3 separate regions of the Mus musculus genome follow, and regions 2 and 3 are each linked to region 1. A link is a contact called in public HiChIP or PLAC-seq data. All regions are on one chromosome and are shown on one strand. Each heading gives the region's core, a stretch centred on a gene start, on an enhancer-like site or on the middle of the called end of the contact. The rest is flanking DNA. Distances are from core to core; before and after follow the strand shown. Region 1 holds the start of Thap12 (THAP domain containing 12). Region 2 overlaps Uvrag (UV radiation resistance associated gene). Region 3 has its middle 58 kb from the start of Gm23040.

Evidence for each region. HiChIP or PLAC-seq counts read pairs in DNA pulled down with a chosen protein or histone mark.
Region 2: a contact with region 1 is called in an H3K27ac HiChIP or PLAC-seq map of the NIH/3T3 cell line, with 4 times the contacts expected there. The contact joins the enhancer-like site here to the promoter of Thap12 in region 1. A contact is called at or near these places in 1 of 39 promoter capture datasets (cranial neural crest), 3 of 115 datasets of contacts at active chromatin or transcription factors (the NIH/3T3 cell line, embryonic forebrain and embryonic limb bud) and 2 of 9 other capture datasets (adipose tissue and embryonic stem cells).
Region 3: an H3K27ac HiChIP or PLAC-seq map of CD8 T cells shows a contact between it and region 1, with 11 times the contacts expected there. The contact joins the enhancer-like site here to the promoter of Thap12 in region 1. A contact is called at or near these places in 1 of 39 promoter capture datasets (pre-B cells), 1 of 484 Hi-C or Micro-C datasets (nephron progenitors), 2 of 115 datasets of contacts at active chromatin or transcription factors (CD8 T cells and thymic regulatory T cells) and 2 of 9 other capture datasets (adipose tissue and liver).

What each region holds. Positions count from the first base shown.
Region 1 is chr7:98,701,159-98,704,960 of GRCm38.p6, forward strand. Thap12 (THAP domain containing 12) reads left to right here and starts at 2,089. Exons shown (of 5, transcript NM_028410.2): 1 at 2,089-2,320. The coding sequence starts at 2,232. It overlaps Gm15506 (predicted gene 15506), which reads right to left and starts at 1,770. Exons shown (of 1, transcript NR_144495.1): 1 at 1-1,770. It also overlaps the pseudogene LOC108167485.
Region 2 is chr7:98,956,018-98,959,819 of GRCm38.p6, forward strand. The region is part of intron 12 of Uvrag (UV radiation resistance associated gene); the gene reads right to left. Among named protein-coding and RNA genes, the nearest start is that of Gm33827, 81 kb to the left of the region's middle. Within about 2 kb of position 2,179, at least 23 of the 459 cell types and tissues checked have an H3K27ac peak or open chromatin away from gene starts, as enhancers often do. A contact at or near this core is called in embryonic limb bud, where this site is marked.
Region 3 is chr7:98,562,560-98,566,361 of GRCm38.p6, forward strand. No RefSeq gene overlaps it. Among named protein-coding and RNA genes, the nearest start is that of Gm23040, 58 kb to the left of the region's middle. Within about 2 kb of position 2,227, at least 80 of the 459 cell types and tissues checked have an H3K27ac peak or open chromatin away from gene starts, as enhancers often do. A contact at or near this core is called in CD8 T cells, adipose tissue, pre-B cells and 1 more, where this site is marked.

The DNA.
Region 1 (3,802 bases), core at 839-3,338:
TATAGGTTTAGAGGTTTAGTCCATTATCATCAAGGCGGGGACATGGCAGCATCCAGGCAGGCATGGTGCAGAAGCTGAGAGTTCTCCATCTTCATCTGAAGGCTGTTAGTGGAAGACTGACTTCCAGGCAGGTAGGGTTAGGGTCTTAAGCCCACACCCACAGTTACACATCTGCTAAAGGCCACACCTCCTAATAGGGTCACTCCCTGGGCCAAGCACATACAAACCATCACATTTCACTCCCTGGCCCCCACAGACTTGTTCAAACATATGAGGCTATAAGGGCCACAGCTAAACATAGCATAATACAAAATACATTTAGTCTAATTTCCAGAGTCCCCAGTCTATAGCAGCTCAACAATGTTAAAAGTTCAGAGTTGCTGGAGAGATGGCTCAATGGTTAGATCTGACTGCTCTTCCAGAGGTCCTGAGTTCAATTCCCAGCAACCACATGGTGGCTCACAACCATCTGTAATGGGATCCAATGCCCTCTTCTGGTGTGTCTGAAGACAGCTACAGCGTACTCATATACATAAAATAAATAAATAAAATCTTTTAAAAAAAAGTTCAAAGTCTCTTCTGAGATTCATCCAATCACTTTATTGTAATCCCAATAGCAAGACAGGAAACCAGCTGGGCAAACTCCAAACGCTGCATCTCCATGTCTGATACCGTAGCAGTCGTCAGATCTCCTACTCTCTGAGCATGCTCCCTGCAGAAGGTGGCTGGCAGGGGCCCGACTTCTGGGATTCTACACAGGCAGAGCCATTTCCTCATCAGCACTCTGCTGCAGCTAACTCCACATCTCAGAACTTGTCCTCTTTTCCCTCACCTATAAACTAGCGTTCTTAATTTCCTTTGAATGACCAGATGGACACTCAAATTTCCCCAAGTTCAGGCTGATCCTTCAAAATACTTGCTATAGCTTTGACAGACGTTTTTCTCGTGTTCAGGTTTCCTTTCAGAATGAATCTAATGGTTTCTTTCTCTAAATGTAATTTCTTCAGCCATCCTTCTCACTGTTAACTGCTTGTTCACACAAAGTCCGTGACCTTTTGGATATTTGCATCCGTTCTGTGGGTGACTGGACGACTACTTCATGGATCATCTCAGACATTTTCCCACCCTTCTTTAAACCTTTTGTGCCAGTCAAATACTCAAGCCCTCGACACCACTTCACCCCCATACGCTTCTTTCAAAAGTGGTGGGTCTTACTTGCAGACGTGTTCGATTTTACGCAAAATTTGATACTTTGTTCTAAATAGCGGCCACTCATTTTGAAACAAAACCATACAGGAACGTTATCAGGCCAGGACTGTGAGAAGCCTGAGGTAAAAATCTCTAGGGTGCTGCTGGCCTAATCATTGCACTATTCCTGCCTCTCTGGAAACCACCAAGGAAGTTACTGCTTTTCTGAGCTTTTACCCTAGCGTCTAGTCAAGGTGTGCGGCTAGCAATCTAGCACTAATTCGGTCACAGAGTAACCGGAAGGCAAAACGGGTTAAAAATTAAATCCTCTACAACTCATGTTTGCGTTCAACCCGCGAGTTGTTTCAAAGCAATCGCAAGGGTCATCCCGAATCTGTTGCCTTTAAGAGTCTACGGTGACTCACGCAATGGACGCATGAACCGTGACAACTTTTACACAAGCCGGGCAGACGCAGCCGTGAAGTAACGTTCTAGCTTGCCCTGGATCTGCAGGAACCCGCACACAGCAAACCTACCCGAATAACCCGGGGTTGCGCTCGCCAGTCCCGGGGAGACTACAGCGCATGCGCAATTCCTTCCTTGCGCGGGTTGGGTTGTGCGCATGTGCATTGAGACTACGCAGCTGGCCCGACCCTCTCGAGTGCGCATGCCCGCCCGCAGGGACGGTCGCCTGCGAAGAGGGCGGGGGCGGATAGCTGAGGGAAGAGAGGGCACCCTCCAGCGCCAGGGTGCATTGTGGGAAGGAGGCGGTAGCGTCCCGGGCGGGCTGGAGGTGCAGCAGCGGCGGCGGCGGCGGTAAATCCTCCCGGCCGCACACAGCACTGTGGAGCCGCGGCCCCAGCCCAGCCTCGGCCCGCGCGCCCCTCCTGCCCCTCGCGGCTTCGCGCGCCAGCCCCTCCTCCGCGCGCGGCCTTGCGGAGCCGGCCGGCCGGCCCAGCTCCCCTCCCCGGCCCCGCGGGGCGGCCGCGCTGCCCTGACGAGGCGGGGAGGGGAGGGCTGGACCGGCCGGCGGCCGGACGACCATGCCGAACTTCTGCGCTGCCCCCAACTGCACACGGAAGAGCACGCAGTCTGACCTGGCCTTCTTCAGGTTCCCGCGGGACCCGGCCAGGTGAGTGGGGCGCGGAAGCTTCAGGGACTTGCGCGCACGTGCGCTCGCGGGCACCCGGCCCAGTGGGTGCCACCCGGGGGCGCGAAGGCGGATGAAGTGGGCGCTTAGCGCCTTTGGTGGTCCGACGCGGTTCCTTAGCTGTCAAAGAAGTAACCCTTCTCCAGGGCTGTGTTCCCAGGGGCCCTGCCTTCCCCCGCGTCACTGGTCTCTTCTAGGACAGTGTTTCTGTTTGGAGGCGAGCCGCTTTCTTTGATCTTAAATCAGGTCACAACTGCCTCCTTCGGACTTGTCAACCCAGTGTTCAAATGCCGACCGTTACTCATTGTCTCCCTTGGTTGTTGGGACCACAGAGGACAAGTGTGAGGGCGTGGGAATATGGTATTGCAACTTCACTTTTCCTTGGGGTAGTTTATAATCTGGGACGTAGTCTGAGAATCATAGGGACTTAGTGTGATAGACTGCAGGTAGTTCTCAGAGCTCTCCTGTTGGCTCATTCGTTTAAAAATCAGTGCTTAACCATGTTTGAAGTACTCATGTCAGGTGCTGGAGACTCGAGTGAATTTTGTCACGGACGGCAGAAAGCACCTAATCCACAGAGAGAGAGAGCAGATCTATCAACGAGCGCTGAATATAGCATGATATTAATTGAGCAAATATTTATTGAAAGCCGACAGTTGGTAGAAATTGGTCAGAGTATGAGAGTGGGTAACATGAACCAATGAAAATCCCTCTTCTCAGAGGTTACATTCAAGTCTTGGGAAATTGGCAAGTAAAATATTTATAATACCGTGTCCAATAATGAAAAATATCCTGAAGAAAAATACAGCAGGGGTTGGAAGGGCTTTTAGCTAGGGAACAGGTGGAAAGATAGCTCAATGCTGAAGAGCACTTATACTCGCAGAAGGCCTGGGTTCTATACCCACATTAGGTGACTTCAGTTCCAGGGGATTACACAACCTCTTCTGGCCTTCCTGTGTACCAGGTATGCTCAAAGTGCAAAACGCTCGTGCATATACCAGAGCAGATTAAAGAAAAAAGCATAGCCAGGGAGCTGAGCAGTGGACATTGTCTGTTATCCCAGCGCTGAGGAGGCAGGGAGAATTGAGATTTGAAGCAGGCCTGGGTTAGAGTAAGTTCCAGGCCAGTTAGGGCTGTAGTGTGAGTCTTGTCTCATGAACCCGTTTAAAAAAAAAAGTATAAAAAACGGAGGCACAGTTTCTATTTTAAACATAACAGAAAAAAGTCTCACCATAATGAATCTGAACAACAACAAAAAAAAATTGAATTGGGGAAGGGGAGAGCTGTGCAATATGTTGGAAAAGCATCTGGAAACAGTAAGAGTGAAGTCAAGGCATGCTTGCTGATGAGGTTTATATGGGAGACGGAAATTGTTTAGGAAATTGTTGTCCATGGAAGATATTCTGGTGGTTATCCTGAGTGAAGTGGGAGAGTTTAGAGCTGCAAGAGTTCTTAACAGGATTT
Region 2 (3,802 bases), core at 929-3,428, 250 kb after region 1:
TGTGAATTAAAATTCCAAGGGCCAGAAATAGTTTAAGGTTTGGAAATACTTTCATCCTTCATTAATACTCCTCTACACACACATACATGCACACACACCTGCACACACACAGGCACGATGCTGAGAGCACTGCAGGGAGCACATTGAGCACACACTAGCTCTTCAGTCCCCAGAAGCGCCCACATTTGATGGTGGTCCACGTGGGGTCCTGCTCACCTTGCTCCCTGTTACTGCACAAAGCCCAGTGCATTCCTACCCTGCACCTTTCATATTCTAGTGTGCTGTACCCACGGGCTCCTTGACTCTTCTACAGGATTGGAAACTGTGAGCTACAGTCTTCCCAGGACTGTAACCCAGTTTCCTGAGCTCCATGTTGGGACATATTTGTGGACAGGACGGAGAGAGAATGTATGGATGGAGAGAGGGGCAGGCACATCAGGCCACACCTAACTCCCAAACCTCTGCATGTGGCTTTGTGTTTCCCTCTAGTGACAATCTTATTTAGGATTTTCATAACAATTGTGGAGATGTTCACACACACACTGGTCACCAAAGCCACTGATATCTGAGAAACTGGCACTCTAACCGACCTAACTTTCATGACAACATTTTGAGTTTAGGGCTAAATCAAAAAGGCAGCAATTGTCGACACCAATAACAATGGCCTCATTAAAGTTCTAAATACAGCTACTAAAGTCCCAGGAACAATACTCACACATCATTACTTTCCAGACTTACATAAATAAAAGGGAATAAAAGATTTGGAGATAAGTTCACAGAACTCCACTACATTAAGTTTTCAATAACTGTCCATAAATCTGTTAACTACTTAAGCTTTGAAGGCTAATTTTAGGTCATGTATCACAGAGGCTAAATGCCTGCTTTCTGGATGTCAAAGCTCAAGTTTATGCACATAAGTTAGCTGACAATTTTTCCAAGTGCATATGCTGTCTAGGAACCCATACATTCACAATGTATTTGAGAAAGATGTATTTCAATTATGAAATTGAAAAAAATCACTTCAGTTCATCATCTTGCCCAGTTTCGGAGAACAGAAAGGCAATTCAGAGTTTCTCAGTCACAGGAGAAAGTATGGCCTTCAGTGGAGGAAACTCCAAAGATGCTGAGCTGACAGCAACCGGTGTAACATCCAGCCCTGTGTAATCCCTTTTAATTAGCAGCAAGGGTTGGTTCCCCAGTCTGACCAGTCATTTGGACCTGACCTCTGACAGGTCCTTACACGCCATCGAAATCTCATTTTATTTTACAGCCTCATATTTGTTATTGGGCTAATCTTTACCTGTTCTACATCACACAACAGCTCAAATATTTGAATGGCCCGGCAATAAATTCCCATGGTCCCCCTGGGTCAGTCAGATGTTAGCTGTTAAGTAAAGCTAAAAGGATCTCTGCTTCATAAATCTCCTTCAGGGCCCACATTTGCTCTTACAGGAGAGGCTTTCAAGCCCAAACATCTTTATAGCTATGTGCAGTGATTTATTAACTCCGCCTTGTTTTATCCAGAAAGATCAATCACATATGTATCAATAAGCCGGTGTGCTGGGGACGGCCTTTTATTGTACATATAACCACCTGCCTTTAATACAAACTCCAAGCTAAAGCTTTGGTAAGCGATTGCTGGATTTTAACAACCTTCACCTGTTTCTAATTTGGTAGAAAACATATGGTTTAGCTCTGCTAGTTTGTTCTAAGCCAGTCTTTCCTCTTTCGGGCCCAACAATATAAAAGAAAACAAATCCAGGGTGCAAACCCCTACATTCGAACACACACACACACACACACACACACACACACACACACACACACACACACACACACACACACACACACACACACACACACACTCTGCACAACTGCCTTGAGAAGCATTTCTCACAAATAATAGAGGGATGAATTCTCTGGAATATGAAATTATTACATTTCTTTGAAAAACTAGATGTGTCCAACACTACTCTTGAGAATTCTAAAAACTATGTTTAAATTGAATATGACTACTTTATCTCAGTACTTCGAAAAAAGGATAACAGCTATATCTCACTGCCTGTGCGGTCGGCAGAGAGTGGAGTAGTTTACATTGGGCCAGGCATAACTAAGTTTTTCTTCTCCCTTCCCTCATCCCTCTCTAAATTAGACCCAAAGTTTGGAAGGCAGGGAGCCAGGGGAGAGTGCACAACAACCTAACCCAGCATGGTAAAGTCAATAACAAAATTAAGAGTGTCTGGGTGCGAGGGCAGGAGAAAATCCCCAGGAAAAAGTGACTAATAGAAATGTCTAGCAGAGCAGGAGTCAGCCCCGCCTCCCGCAGCTCCCCCAGACTTCTTTCCTGCCCCCCCCCCCCCAGGACTTAATTCTGGCCGCGGCTGGCAGGGCATCTCAGATTCCGGTCCTCCTTGTCTGAGGCCTGCTGCAAGTGTCTGTCCTGACGCCTTTACAGATCCAAGCCTCTCTTGCACTGCGAAGCGCACGCACACCCTGGGGCAGCAGGAATGAGGCTTTGCTTGACACTCGCATGCTACCTCAGCTGCCTGGGGCCCAGTACTGAGTAAATGCTCATCCAACAGTTCCAATTCATCTACCAACAAACGAATGAAATCACACTTTAAACAATTAATGCTTACTTGTACAAAAATGATGCATGTATGTGGCTTTAAGAGTCTGAAGTGTTTTTACAAGCTTGATGGTTAAATCAAAATCCACTTACATGTTTACTAGCTAAAATACAGGAACTCTATCCCCAGTTCCTAGATGCCAGAACCAATTACTCTTAACCCGTTAAGTCCCGCCCTGAGTTGTACTCTCGTTGTGATTAATACCCTTCTTGGCCTGTTTGATTGTGAGGTTTAAAAATGACCTGACAATCCATGGGGAAAAAACGAGACTCTAGCTCTATTATATTTCACCCCTCTTCTTCCCCAACACCCACATGTCCTTTTGCCTTCACTCTTAGGACAGTTACCACCACAGCTTGGCTTACATCAACAAACGATCCTACACTATTACCACTACAAAGAGATCAGAAGAGATTACTTTGATCCAAGACACACAATCTATAATCCGATATATAATCCGTGCAGTCCTTTTTCTTAAAGTTGGCTTTCCTGAGTTCATAGGCAGCTACCTAGGTTTATTGTTTTCTTCTTTCACTGCTAAGTTTGTCTGTGTCTAATTTCTTTCCAGATCTGAAAGTGATGTAACTCTTCTCTTGCTGGGATGAAGGCCTTCCGTGGTTCTTTGGTTCCTTTTTCTCCAAGTCCTCCATTCCCTGGCTCCACTGGTCCAAGGGAGCTGAGGTGTTGTGTCCCTCTATCCTCTGACCCCTCCGGGGGTTCTATCTCTTGATGATGGCTCCCTCTTACCCACCTTATGCCTGTGTGCTAACAGATTCCGCCTTCCAGCAGCTTCCTAGGAGAGGTGAGGAGATAGCTTTCTTCTTTTTAGGTTTGTTAAGGGAGCAAAGGTCTAGCACCTCCTTATAGGACAAGGACAGACCAAAGGACGACTCTACCAAAGTCCAACTTGGGGAGCCAGCGAGTTTTCTGGGCTTACTGACAGCACAGGTGACCCCAGAGTAGCCACACCATTGGAAAGCATCACCCAGCATTGACACCCGTGAGGCCTTGAAAATTAATGAGGGAAAATTATTTCTACAGCCTAGACTTATCTGTTAAAGTAATTATGAACCCACTGCATGGGTAGTGTGCTTGTGTGTGTGTGTGTGTACTTTTCAGACATGTAGGTCTTTGTTGTTGAGCATTGTCCACTGAGCAAGACCACTATCAGA
Region 3 (3,802 bases), core at 977-3,476, 140 kb before region 1:
GAATTAGTGGGATATTTAGTTATGATCTTATTGGGGGGATCAGACAAAGCAATGGCCTAGGTATTTGTAAATAAATTTGAGTCTCAGAGTCATTATTTCTGGGAACAGGGGCATGGGAAGAAAATTACTTCCCAATCTGTCACCTATCAGCAACGTGTTCTTAGGCAAGGGACGGAACTTCTCTATCTCCACATCTGGGAAATGGGAATTGTAGGCCCAACTCCAGGGGTCATCCGTGTGCCTGTGCATCTTTATGTATATGGTGGTGTGGTGAGTGACTGACCTGTAAGACGCAACATCAGAGCTGGCCAGCGTGGCGCCATCCTTCATTTTCCTTCATTTTCCATCCATCCATCATGAGGTGAGGTCAGTGTTCCATGTCTCCTTCATCCCTACTAGGGCTGCATACAACACACTCTGCCCTAGACTAGACCACCTATAGCTTTGCCTTCTGTCTTCTAGACAGAGGAGCTGGAGGGAGGGGCCTGGGGCCCAGACGCCAGGGTTTGTACAGTCTACAGCTGTAGGCCCCTTCTGAGAAGCACTGTGGGGCAAAGATAAGCATCTCAGGGGTTCTCAAGAAGTCCCTCGCACAGCCGAGCAGCTAAAGCATGCTTTGTTCCAACAGGTGCTAGGAAGTGCTCACATCTGTGTCCGGTTCTGATCTCCCACAGACAGAGCAACCCTGGCAGGGAGGCACCAAGTCCCGTGCACAGCTCTCACTCACTGTGAGATGGCTGTGATCCCCACCACCATACCCAGCCCCATACAAAGCCTGGCACAGACAATGCTTTGATGAGTGTGTGAAGGCAAGTCAGAACCCCAGCCCTCAAGACAGAGAAGCTGGTAGGTAAGTCCACAATAGCGTCCATGAGGCAGTAGTCCCAGAAGCATCAGGATCCCGTATCCATACCCAGTCTTTCTGCCTGGGTGAGTTCGGGAGGCCAGTCGATGATAGGGACCGCCAGGAGACACTGGAAGGAAGTCTCCTTCAATACTTTCTATACACCAGAAAGAAGAGGGGCAGGAGTGGTCAGGAAGGGACTAGCCAAGGCCACACAGCCACTTAGTAGCATAGCAGCATAGTGCTCAAGTCTTTTGCTTTCTGATCACCAGGGTCCTGTCCTCAAGGCCAGCTTATTCTGGCTATTGGGGGAAGAAAAGTGTTCTGAAAACCATAACCAGGGAAAGTGGTTGGGAAGCTGGGATGCAGATCAACATCTGGAGAAAACACAGAGGCTCTATGTATGTCTTTCTTCTTTTACTCATTCATTCATTTATTCATTCACAATTCATTTATTCCTTCCATTCATTCATTCATTCATTCATTCATTTACAATTTCATTCATTCATTCACAATTCATTTATTCCTTCCCTCCCTCCACCCACCTATCCATTCATTCATTCACAATTCATTTATTCCTTCCTCTCATTCATTCAAAATTCACTTATTTGACAGACAAACTCTCTGCAGTCTTCCCAGGTCGCAGCTGGGGCAGGGCTCCAGGAGCGCAGTGCTGAATCTGACCTGCCTGCACCTGCCTCAGAGAAGCTCCCAGAACTAGAGGGCAGGAGTGCTGCCAGGCCATACTACTGTCTGTGAGTGGAACCCGAGGTGGGGCTGGGTGGGCAGAGCAGAGTCTGGAAACAGTTGCACAGACATGTCTTCCTTGGTTATGGCAGAGCTGCTGGGCGCCTCGAGCCAACACGGAGGACTGTGGTCTCCAGGAGTACAGTGAGGAACACAGGCAAGGAGACACTAGGATTCATCTGCAGGCCTGAGAGTATAGCTCAGTTGTAGAATGCCTGCTTGGCATGAATGAAGCTTGGGTTCCATCCTCAGCACCCCTTAAACTGGGCACAGCACCACACAGCTGTGGTTCTGACCCTCAGGAGGCAGGGGCTGTTCAAAGTCATCTTTGGTTACATAGCTAGTTTGAGGTGGGCCTAAGCTTCTTAAGACCCTCCTTAAGCCAATCAATCCATATGATATTTAAGGAAAAGAAAGTCCATCTAGGACCTGCGGGGCCTGAAGTGCTGGTCAGACATCCAGGAGACTCCAGGCCAGGGACAGAGCCTGAGAGGTGTCAGAGTGGACTGTGGTGATGTCCCAGGGTCACTGTGACTGCTGGGCCGTGGAGGGCACAACAGATAGGATAGTACAGCCTGACTCTCTTGATGGAGAGGAAGTTCCTCCCCAGGGGAGCCCAGGCCACTTCCGCCCTCCACTTGGAGCTGGGTGGTGGATAACAGCTGGCCTCAGGCCTTGAAGCCATGGGGCCTTCCTGCTCAGTCACACAGCACACGAAGGAAATAACTTTATTAGTTAGTGGGTGAAAAACAGGAAATGTACGCTGTGACTCGGGCACCGGCCTGGCCTCACTCACATCTAGTTTCTAGGAAACAGATATGTGACCTCAGAGAAGGTTGGTTTTTCTCAGCCATATCTTTCTGGAAACACCGGCCTTTTCTTGGGAAAAAAAAAAAAAAAAGTCCTGTTGGTCCTCCAGACAGTGGGGTAACAGTGACACAGGTCCCCACCCCAACAGAGAACTTACTCTCCATCACAGCACACCCAGACAGGCTTCTATAAGGCACAGGGTCACAATGGCTCATCGCCTGAGCCCCTACTGTGTGCTGTGTGGCAGAAACAAATTGGGTCCATTACTCACCACCACCACAAGAGGAAGACTGTCAAAGTAGGCAAAAAAAAAAAAAAAAAAAAAAAAATCAACTTTAAGAACTTAGGACAGCAAAGCTCTCCTGATAGAGACTAATTGGAGGGCTGTTATTAGGTAGACCCGGTGGGACCATTGCTAGAATGTTACAGAAAGTGGCCCCATTAACGATTCAGCCACTCATGACGAAACAGTCAGAGAGTAGTAACAAGGCTTGAGGGACCAAGTAAACAAAGTAGCCTCTGTAAGATGTTAGCGACTGTGGGAAGAGCAAGCCAAATGCATGGATACAGAAACAGCTGTAATGCTTGGGAAATGGAACCACTTTTAAGGATTTTAAAATTAGTATTAAGTGTGTGTGTGTGTGTGTGTGTGTGTGTGTGCTTATGTGCTCAAGAATGCTGGTGCCCACGGAATCCAGAAGAGGATGTCAGACCTCCTGGAAGGCTCCTGATCCTAACTCGAGTGGAAGCTTGAACAGTTCCTGCTTTTAAAACCTGAGCAGCGGCTCCAGCCCACGGAGCCAAACTTAAGTAAAATACACAGAGATCTCCTCCGCACACTGATAAGAAACTGAGCTGCACTGCAAATCTAAGAAACTCCAAAGACCCCCAGGGTCACGTGAATCATGCTCACTGATAGAATCCAAGGGAAAATCTGAAAGATGAATTTTTTTTTTTAAAAATTAGGAATGGGAAAAAACATGACTTATGTCAAACATATATCTTGAAACTTGATTAAAAATTAATATATGTCCATGAGGAGTTATAAAGTTGCAAGTAAGCAAGTTTAGAAACTTAAAATTTGATATCCTCATACACATCCCAGAACCTGTAACAAACGTTTTACTCAATTTTGAGCGTTGTTTGTATTTGTTTATTTGAGTCAGGCTCTCTCCCAATGTAGCCCAGGCAGGCCTTCAACAAGGGAGCCTCCTGTTTTGGCCTGCTATGTAATAAGGTTACAGGTGTGAATCACAATGCCTGGTTAATAGTATTGTTTTTCTAAAACACAAATAAGAGCTGGCAAAATATATGTGGGGCTGGAGGTGCTTGCTCCCCAGGACTCGGGTGGAGGAGAGAGCCATTGTCTGCTGTCTTCCGGCTTCCCCGTGGATGGTGACA